Linked DNA regions of Zea mays: all the other regions are linked to region 1. A link is a contact called in public Hi-C data. All regions are on one chromosome and are shown on one strand. The core of a region is the stretch at or near the end of the contact, and the rest is flanking DNA. Distances in the headings are between cores, read along the strand shown. Region 1 holds the start of LOC100278888. Region 2 holds the start of LOC103654413 (O-methyltransferase ZRP4-like). Region 3 holds the start of LOC100217179.

Region 1 (2,861 bases), core at 264-2,763:
TTTGAAGATCACTTTGCAATCACATTTCGTACATGTTTGGACACGGTACCTCAGACTTGTATGCTAAGGAAAGAGATTGGGTCCTCATCGAACAATTGTGGGTGATGAAAAACAAAAAAGATACTAGCATCGTCAATATGAGGTGTTAGAGATATATATTATAGATATATCTAGAAATCTCGGCCTCTTTAATATTAGAGATATAGATATATTTAGAAATCTTAGCCTCTTTAATGTTAGAGATAGAGATATATAAAAACTCTTAGCCTCTTTAACACTAGGGAATAGAGATGGAGATAGAAATTAAGGTAAATATATATCTATAGCATTTTTATTGGGCCTCATCTGATGGCCATCTTTTTGTTACGGAACAAAATGCATGTAAGATTAAACCAGTCAAGAATACTATCTCTAATTCATCATGTATTATTACTCTTACTTAAAAACCGCCAAGAATAATAATTGGTGAGAGAGTCCGGGACCGAAATTTACAGATTTTTTTATTTTCATATTATATAAGTACATAGTTATAGTTGGAGACGCATAATAGATAAGATATAGATCGGACACTTGTGGGTGATGAAAGACAAAAATATACTAGCATATTTAATATTAGGTGTTAGATATAGATATTATAGATATATCCAAATATATCTAGAAATCTCAGGCTCTTTATTATTAGGGATTAGATATATATATATATATATATATATATATATATATATATATATATATATATATATATATATATATATATATAGAAATATTAGCCTCTTTAATATTAGAGATAGAGAAATATAAAAAAATCTTAGCCTCTTTAATACAAGAGATTAGGAATGGAGATAGAAATAGTTAGACAAAGATTATAGGTAAATGTATATCTATACATATATCTATAGCATTTATTATTGTGTCGTTTAACGTGTCCTGCCTCATCTCATGGCCATCTTTGATTACTAGCTCTAATTCAACATGTATTATTATTTACTTAAAAACTGTCCAGTACAAGAATTGGTGAGAGAGTGCAGGACGAAAATTTAGAGATTTTTTATTTAATATTATATAAGTGTATAGTTATATTTGTAGATATATAATTGATTAAATGTGGACATAGATATAGATATAAGTATAGATATAAATACTAGAGTTTTATATTTTAGGTGCCTGATGTTTTATATGATAAATTTAGACAAACAACTAGTATAATTAAAAATATAATTTACAAGAGAACTTTTATTTTTTTTCTATATATACTTCAACAATTGACAACATTACATATTGACTGAATAATAATGAAAAATTAAACACCATAAATGTTACAGTCAAACGACGATGACAGCATTGCTTTTTGATTGAATAATAATAAAAAAATCAGGCACCATAAATATCCTATAGTCAAACAATGACAACATCTCATGTTGACTAGACAATAGTACAAAAATGAGAGCCCCTGTACAAAGGACCCAGATATAAAATGTCGTCTAGCATTTCTAACCTGTCCCGTCTCATGTGACGGTCATCTTGTTCTTGTGTCACTCATGGACTCTCCTCTAATGAAGCCCCTACTAGTGCCCAACAACCACAGTCCCGGACCGGTTGTCGCCGCCACGCCGGGAGAACACGGCGGTGCTGCGGCCGACGAGAGCAGCACCCTCGTGGATGCTGCCAGTGGCACGGATGAGAGCCACAGGGCACTCGCCGACGCCGACGTGAAGATGAACGACGATGGCGACGTACAAGGGGACGAGCTGTCCGCGTCCGTGCAGCGCCGGCTGGACGAGAGCAGCGCCGTGGAGGGGGAGGATGAAGAGGAGGAGATTGGTGACGACGCGGAGGCCGACGACATGGCGGCGCGCATGGGACGGCGCCTGGCGGCGCTGCCCGGGAATGCGCACGAGAGCGAGCCGTTCACCATCTTCCGCGTGGCGGGGCCCATGCGCGACCGCAACCGGCACCTCTACGAGCCGCAGATGATCTCCATCGGGCCCTTCCACCGTGGCGCCGGCCGGCACCTCGCCGCCATGGAGGAGCACAAGTGGCGGTACCTCCGCGACATTCTGGCCCGCCCCGGCGGCGCGACGCTGGCCTCGTACGCCCGCGCCGCGCGCTCGATGGAGGCCTCCGCGCGCCGCCGGTACGCGGAGCCCGTGCTGCTGCCCGCGGCCGAGTTCGCCGAGATGCTCCTCCTGGACGGCTGCTTCCTGGTGGAGTTCTTCCTCAAGGGGCAGGAGAGCGCGGAGGACGCGCTCATCGACGCCTCGTGGGCGATGCAGAACGTGTACAACGACATGCTGCTGCTCGAGAACCAGCTCCCCTTCTTCGTGCTCGAGCGCTTCTACGACCTGGCCACGGGCGGGCTCGGCCGGGACTACTTCGTCACCAACGTCCTCGTCAACTACCTCACCGTGGACATGTGCGTCGGCCCGCGGGACCCCGAGAGCACGCGGCCCCCCGACGGTGAGATCCACCACCTGCTGCATCTCTACTACCACTGGTTCCTACCACCGGAGGACCGGGACGGGAGCGGCACGGGCAGCAAGGACAAGGAAGACGGCGAGGCGCTCGAGGAACTGATGTCCACGTCTGCGGATGAGCGCATGCCGTGGCAGCTGCCGCCGGCGTCGGAGCTGAAGGACTCCGGGGTGACGTTCCGCGCCAAGAAGTCGCCGCGGAGCATGGTGGACGTGACCTTCGACCGCCGCAGCGGCGCGCTGGAGATCCCGGCCGTGGAGAGCTACACGAACCACGCCATCTTCGCGAACCTGCTGGCGTACGAGCAGAGCCGGGGCCGGTGGGAGCTGCAGCGCCTGGTGAGCTACGTGCTGCTGATGGCGTCCGTGGTGGACGCGCGGCGCGACGTG
Region 2 (2,861 bases), core at 158-2,657, 220 kb before region 1:
GAGTTTCACGCTTTCTAAGCCTGGCCCGCGCGCAGTTAGGAGGATTGGCCGCTATCTGAGAGGTACCACCTTAAGATGTATAGAAACAAAAAATATTATTTAAATGCTTTGTTTCCTATATAAATATAGAATCGCTCCAATACTCATACAACTAGGCTCGTTAGAACCAGTTTATGACATATACATATATAAATTATGTTAAACAGTGTAGATATTTATACAATGAGGTACACTGCGTAAAAAATTGGCATGTGGTTCACCGGTGGACGCATCTCTAGGTTTGAGCGTAAAAAACTTAAGTTTTGAGCATAAAATCTCTTAATTATAAGCGTAAATACCGAGCCAATATGAGAGGTTGATAGCTCTGATGGGTTGTATTCACGAACCTATTTTGATGGCAGATCCAAAAAATATGGAAGTCACATGCATGTGATTTCTATTTTTATGCAGATCCAAAAATTATGGCAGATCGTGGGAGTTTTCATTGCATGCGCACAAATTTTGGATGATATTTTTGTTTCCACGTCACGCGCGCAAAAAATGGATGACATGAGTCACGCAGAGCATAATTTTTTATACAAAGTCACATAAATACTGATTTGATTTTTATATCGGTGCAACTAAGAACGCTGACGGAATTATGGACAGTTTTATGACAGTTGTAAAAATCTGGCAGTTACGAACATAAGTGATTTGATTTTTATGGTAATTAGGAACAAACATAAATCAAGGAATTGCCTTTTTAATATGCATGCAAAAAATATGTATGCAGTAAACTGATGTACGAACTCCATGTGAAAGCATAAAATCCTACAGTTTTAGCGTAAATAATGTATGTGGTAGGCGTAAAACACAATAATCGAAAGACATAACACGGATCAGAGGTGGTAGTCGCTGGAAGACGTCGTCGAGGACACAAGAACGGAGGGAGGTCGTCACTGGGGGCTCCCGGAGTGCGCCGGATCGGAGGATGTCATTTGTGTCCGTCATCGCACGCACCTCGCGCCTCGTGCAGCATCGTCGCTACTCGCACCGCTCGCCCGCACTGGGGCTCTGCCGTTGCTCGCCCTCTGGATCGGGGAGCCTACCACCGCGCCACCGATCTAGGAACCGGCGACGCTACTCCAGATCGAGGAATCGCCACCATCACGCGTCCGAGTCTGGGAGCCACCGCCACTGCTGGCCAGGGGTCCGCGCCGCGCGCACTCTCGAGCAACCGCCACCGTCGCACACGTCTGGGTGGACGCCGTCGCTCGTGAATCCGGGTGGGACGTCAAAAACTGAACCATATCGCTTCGGGTGTTCGCCCGGACCTGGTATAGCTTGATCAGATGTACCGTACTTGGGCAAACAGTGCAATCACTGTGCAATTTGCAAGCGGCGAGCCTATATATATTTGCAGCCGTGAAGCTTCACAAGTCAAGCTCACAGCAAAATAAAAGCCAGGCGGCGGCATATGGCGCTCAGCAAGGAGCAAAAACTCACAATTTCTGAGCAACAACACACGGCAAGCAGCGAACAGCAGGTGGCGCTGGATGCCGAGCTCCAGCTGTGGAACCACACCTTCGGCTACGTCAAGTCCATGGCGCTCAAGGCCGCGCTCGACCTCGGCATACCCGATGCCATCCACCAGCACGGCGGCTCGGCTACCATCCCACAGATAGTCACCAGGATCACGCTCCACCCGTCCAAGACACCATGCCTGCGGCGCCTCATGCGCGTGCTCACCGTCACCGGCGTCTTCGGCACCCAGGAGCCGCACGATGACGGGGGCGGCTGTGACGACGAGCTCGTCTACACGCTCACGCCGGCGTCCCGTCTCCTTGTCGGCCCACCGGGGCAGAACGTGAGCCCTTTACTGAACGTGATGCTCTGCCCCATCTTCGTGTCGTCCTTCCTCGACCTCCGCGGGTGGTTCCAGCACGAGATGCCGGACCCGTCCCCCTTCAAGGTGACGCACGGGCGGGACATATGGGAGCTGGCCGCCCACGACGCCGGCTTCAGCAGGCTCTTCGACGCCGGCATGGTCGCGGACAGCGGCTTCATCATGAACGTCGTGGTCAGGGAGTGCGGCAGCGGCACCGTCTTCCAGGGGATCAGCTCCCTCGTCGACGTCGGCGGCGGGTTTGGTGGCGCCACACAGGCCATCGCGAAAGCGTTCCCGCACCTGGAGTGCAGCGTGCTAGATCTCCCGAACGTCGTCGCCGGCGCTCCTGCTGATACCGCCGTGAAGTATGTCGCCGGTGACATGTTCGAGAGCGTTTCGTCGGCAGACGCTGTCTTCCTCAAGGTACGTACGTACGGTACGGCCATATATATATATATATATATATATATATATATATATATATATATATATATATATATATATATATATATATATATATATATATATATATATATACGTCGTAGTACTAACTACTATACAGTATAGACATGCATGCATAGGAACAAAAAGGTCAATAACAACAGTACACCCTAGCTTCAAGTCCAAATTACGGCAGGTCCTTTATTTAAGTCCAAATTACAAGTCAATTAGACGTTAGGACAATGACTTTAAAATATAATATCTTTGTTCAATGTTCTTTAGTTAAAATAAAAATAAACTCTTATTAGGTTTGAAAACTAAATAACAAAATGGTTATATGTAGTCAAAGTTTTATAAATTTGACTTAAATAAACAAACCATGTCCAAACGACTTATTACCTGGAGTGTACTCAGGTAGTCAGGTGACAGCGAATGATGCATACATACAATTTTGGTCTCTTTCGGTAGTATTTATTATTGTTTATTGTGATGCTGCCTTATTTGATTTGTTCGGTGGAATTCACTTTATCAGTCGATTATACATGACTGGGGT
Region 3 (2,861 bases), core at 125-2,624, 200 kb after region 1:
CGCTTTGCTGAGCCTTGACACACAGTACATAACACAGGCAGACCAGAACCTCTCGACCTCCTCGGGCTACACATAAACCGAATAGGTAGCAGACAAAGGTTTTAGCAATGCATCGTGGTCCTGATATTGGATGGAAGAAGCACTAACTAAACCAGAGAGAAAGAAAACGCAATCTTACCGATCCACCGCCCAAGGAAGACATGCTGGACTTGATGTTCTTGGTCTCATTGAAAAGCTGCATTGCCTGCCTCGTCATGCTGTCGTCTAGTCCCAGCTTGCTCTGCTCGTCAGCAAACAACAGAGCAAATAAGAAAATAGGGTTTACGAGGTCTCCAGCTACAGTGCAAAACCTACGATCTTTTGTAAAAATGGAACACCAACAGATTATGCATATCTAGTTCTCCTAAAAATAGACCAGGCAGTAGTAGTTCGGCTGCAGCTGCAGTCCAGCCACAGCAAGCAGCGAACAAGCGATACAGTACAGAATCACAGAATCACTAATGGTATGACATACGGAGGACAACATGACTTAAAGTGTATAGAACAAATGAAACCTTCAATAGACTGTTCATTTGTTCGATTGAGCAGCCACAGATAACAAAAACTACCCCCACCCCACCATACCAAAAAAAATGGCTGGGGATTGGGGAACATAAATTTCCACACGTATTACCAAAAGCGCAAAAAAATGTGTCCGAATGTTTATTTATCGAATTGTAATAAGGGTTAAACAAGCGAGAAATTGGTTGGGAAAATCTAAACAAAATCGGGCGATAGCACAGTCAAAATGACAAAACCCCGAAGACCGTACCACAGGCAGAAAAGCTGACACATTTCCCAAAAAAAATAGGAGATGCAAAAGCAAAGGGGGAGGCGCCAGATCCATCAACTCCGAACGAGAAAATCGGGACAAAAACACACACGAAGGAGCTCCAAGGCATGGCCAGTGGAGAAGAAAAAACCACGCCTTGCGCAGAAAAAAAAAAGAAGAATTTCCAGCGCCCCAACGAAACGTCGAAATTCGAAAACCCCTACCCAACGGAGCGGCGCAATCGCCGCGGCGGGTGGGCGGTCGTACCTCGCACAGATCGGCGAACCTCTCATCTATGGAGGCCGCGGCGGCGGAGGCACTATCCGTGACCCCCGACCCCGAGCTCGTGGACGGCTTGGCGACTCCGTCCATGTTTCTCCCCTTCCAAGCACTCCCAACCCAGTGCCCGAAACCGCTGCTGGGGCCGGAACCAGGCACTCCAGCGACCGGAAGGGAAGCTCTAACAGGGTTGCGGCGGCGGTGCCGGTGGACGGGAAGCGGCGGCGGCTGTTGGGATGCGCGCCAAAAAATATTTTCGGATCCCAGCGGCTCGCACGGACTTTTAATACGTCTGCGGTCTGCGGTCTGCGGGGTAGCTTGCTCGGTAAAACGGAGCCCGTCCGTCTCGCTGCGCGGTGGGCCCGGTCCTCGCAGGCGGGAGAGGGGATGGCGGCAGCACGCAGCCCTGGTTGGTTTTGGCGGGAGAGGCGTCGAGATGGCGGGAAGGGATGGGGTTGGCTCCGCGTGGCAGGAGTGCAGGACGGGTGGGTCGGTGGGCTTGTCGCGGCCCGTCTCCCTCGACGCGACCACGTGCGCCGCGTGGCTGCGGCGGCCGGCGGGCGGGGCCCAGGCAGAGGCAGTGGTAGAAGCGTCCGAGGGAAAAAAAAGGTTCTGCGTGCGCGACGCTAAAACAGTTAAGAGTGAGAAGTTAAGAGTGAGAGTACGAGTCACGGCAAAATGCCATGTTTGGCAGGGTTCTGTTTGGTCTCTATTCTATCTTTCAGTCAGGCAGTTTCCTCCCCACTCTTCTTCTAGCCATGTGCTTCTCACCCATGTGTCGTCCGTCTCTGCCACCCCCCTCAGCCTCAGCCTCAGCCAAAATCCCAAGGCCCAAGATTGTTACAGTGTCGCCTTCTCTAGCCAGAAGTTGAAGCCACTGGATAGAAGTAGTTTCCTTGCCTCTGTCTGAACAAAAAAGGTTTCACTGACTCGAGGGTTCGTGCCAAAGTTGCCTTGCAAAAAAAAATTCTATACATTGCAGTGTATCACAGCCCACAGGTGCAGGCTCCTGTCATTATGCCGGTGGCTCCTTCGGTTCCGTGACGCTAGGGTGCTCCAAGTAGAGCTGCATCGTCAGAGGGTCACAGCTGACTGACTTGATGGGGGTGATCTGCGGAGGCTGCATCCACAGCTCGGCGTCCGTAGGAATCCACAGCTGAGCTTCTCGGTCACCGTCGCCGGGGAGGGACCGGAAGTAGGCGGTCACCTCCCAGCTACCATCTGTCAGAATCCAAGATGCAAGCACGTCACTCACTCCCTGATAGACATTTTGCAGGTATATATATATATATATATATATATATATATATATATATATATATATATATATATATATATATATATATATATATATATATATATATATATATGCGCTTTCCTCTTGCAGAAGACCTTAAGATTTAAAAAAACAAATTAGAAAAAAGATGAGACCTGGTGGAAGGGGTCTGGTAACAGGCTCAGCAACAGTCAGCTTGATCAAGAATGCTCGCAGAGCGAACTCCAGGTTCGCCTCCTCTAACTTGGAACGGTATGACTGGTTGACTGCAAGCTTGAAGACGAACTTCTCGGTCGGTACATGCCCTTTGTCATAGAAGATGACCACGACCCTCTCTACCAATCCCTGGATTGTAAATACAAAAAAAAAATCAAAGGTTACTGCTAGCTATGAATGTCGAATTAGAGCCCCACTTGGAATGTTTCTGCAGTGTAGTACTTATCAGAACATCAAGGGGTTATCAACAACTGAAAGTTTCATAGATGCGAAGCATGG

What was found. A called contact is a pair of places that touch in the nucleus more often than the background predicts.
Region 2: a contact with region 1 is called in a Hi-C map of endosperm, with 2.4 times the contacts expected there. The contact joins the promoter of LOC103654413 here to the promoter of LOC100278888 in region 1. A contact is called at or near these places in 3 of 25 Hi-C or Micro-C datasets (ear, endosperm and leaf).
Region 3: a contact with region 1 is called in a Hi-C map of endosperm, with 3 times the contacts expected there. The contact joins the promoter of LOC100217179 here to the promoter of LOC100278888 in region 1. A contact is called at or near these places in 4 of 25 Hi-C or Micro-C datasets (ear, endosperm, leaf mesophyll and 1 more).

Annotation. Positions count from the first base shown.
Region 1 is chr4:199,307,721-199,310,581 of Zm-B73-REFERENCE-NAM-5.0, forward strand. It overlaps LOC100278888, which reads left to right and starts at 1,514. Exons shown (of 1, transcript NM_001152019.2): 1 at 1,514-2,861. The coding sequence starts at 1,539.
Region 2 is chr4:199,085,562-199,088,422 of Zm-B73-REFERENCE-NAM-5.0, forward strand. LOC103654413 (O-methyltransferase ZRP4-like) reads left to right here and starts at 1,408. Exons shown (of 2, transcript XM_008681248.2): 1 at 1,408-2,290; 2 at 2,841-2,861. The coding sequence starts at 1,457.
Region 3 is chr4:199,506,933-199,509,793 of Zm-B73-REFERENCE-NAM-5.0, forward strand. LOC100217179 reads right to left here and starts at 1,375. Exons shown (of 18, transcript NM_001317389.1): 1 at 1,079-1,375; 2 at 179-280; 3 at 1-66. The coding sequence starts at 1,183. It overlaps LOC100275453, which reads right to left. Exons shown (of 7, transcript XR_004857919.1): 6 at 2,522-2,711; 7 at 1,959-2,311.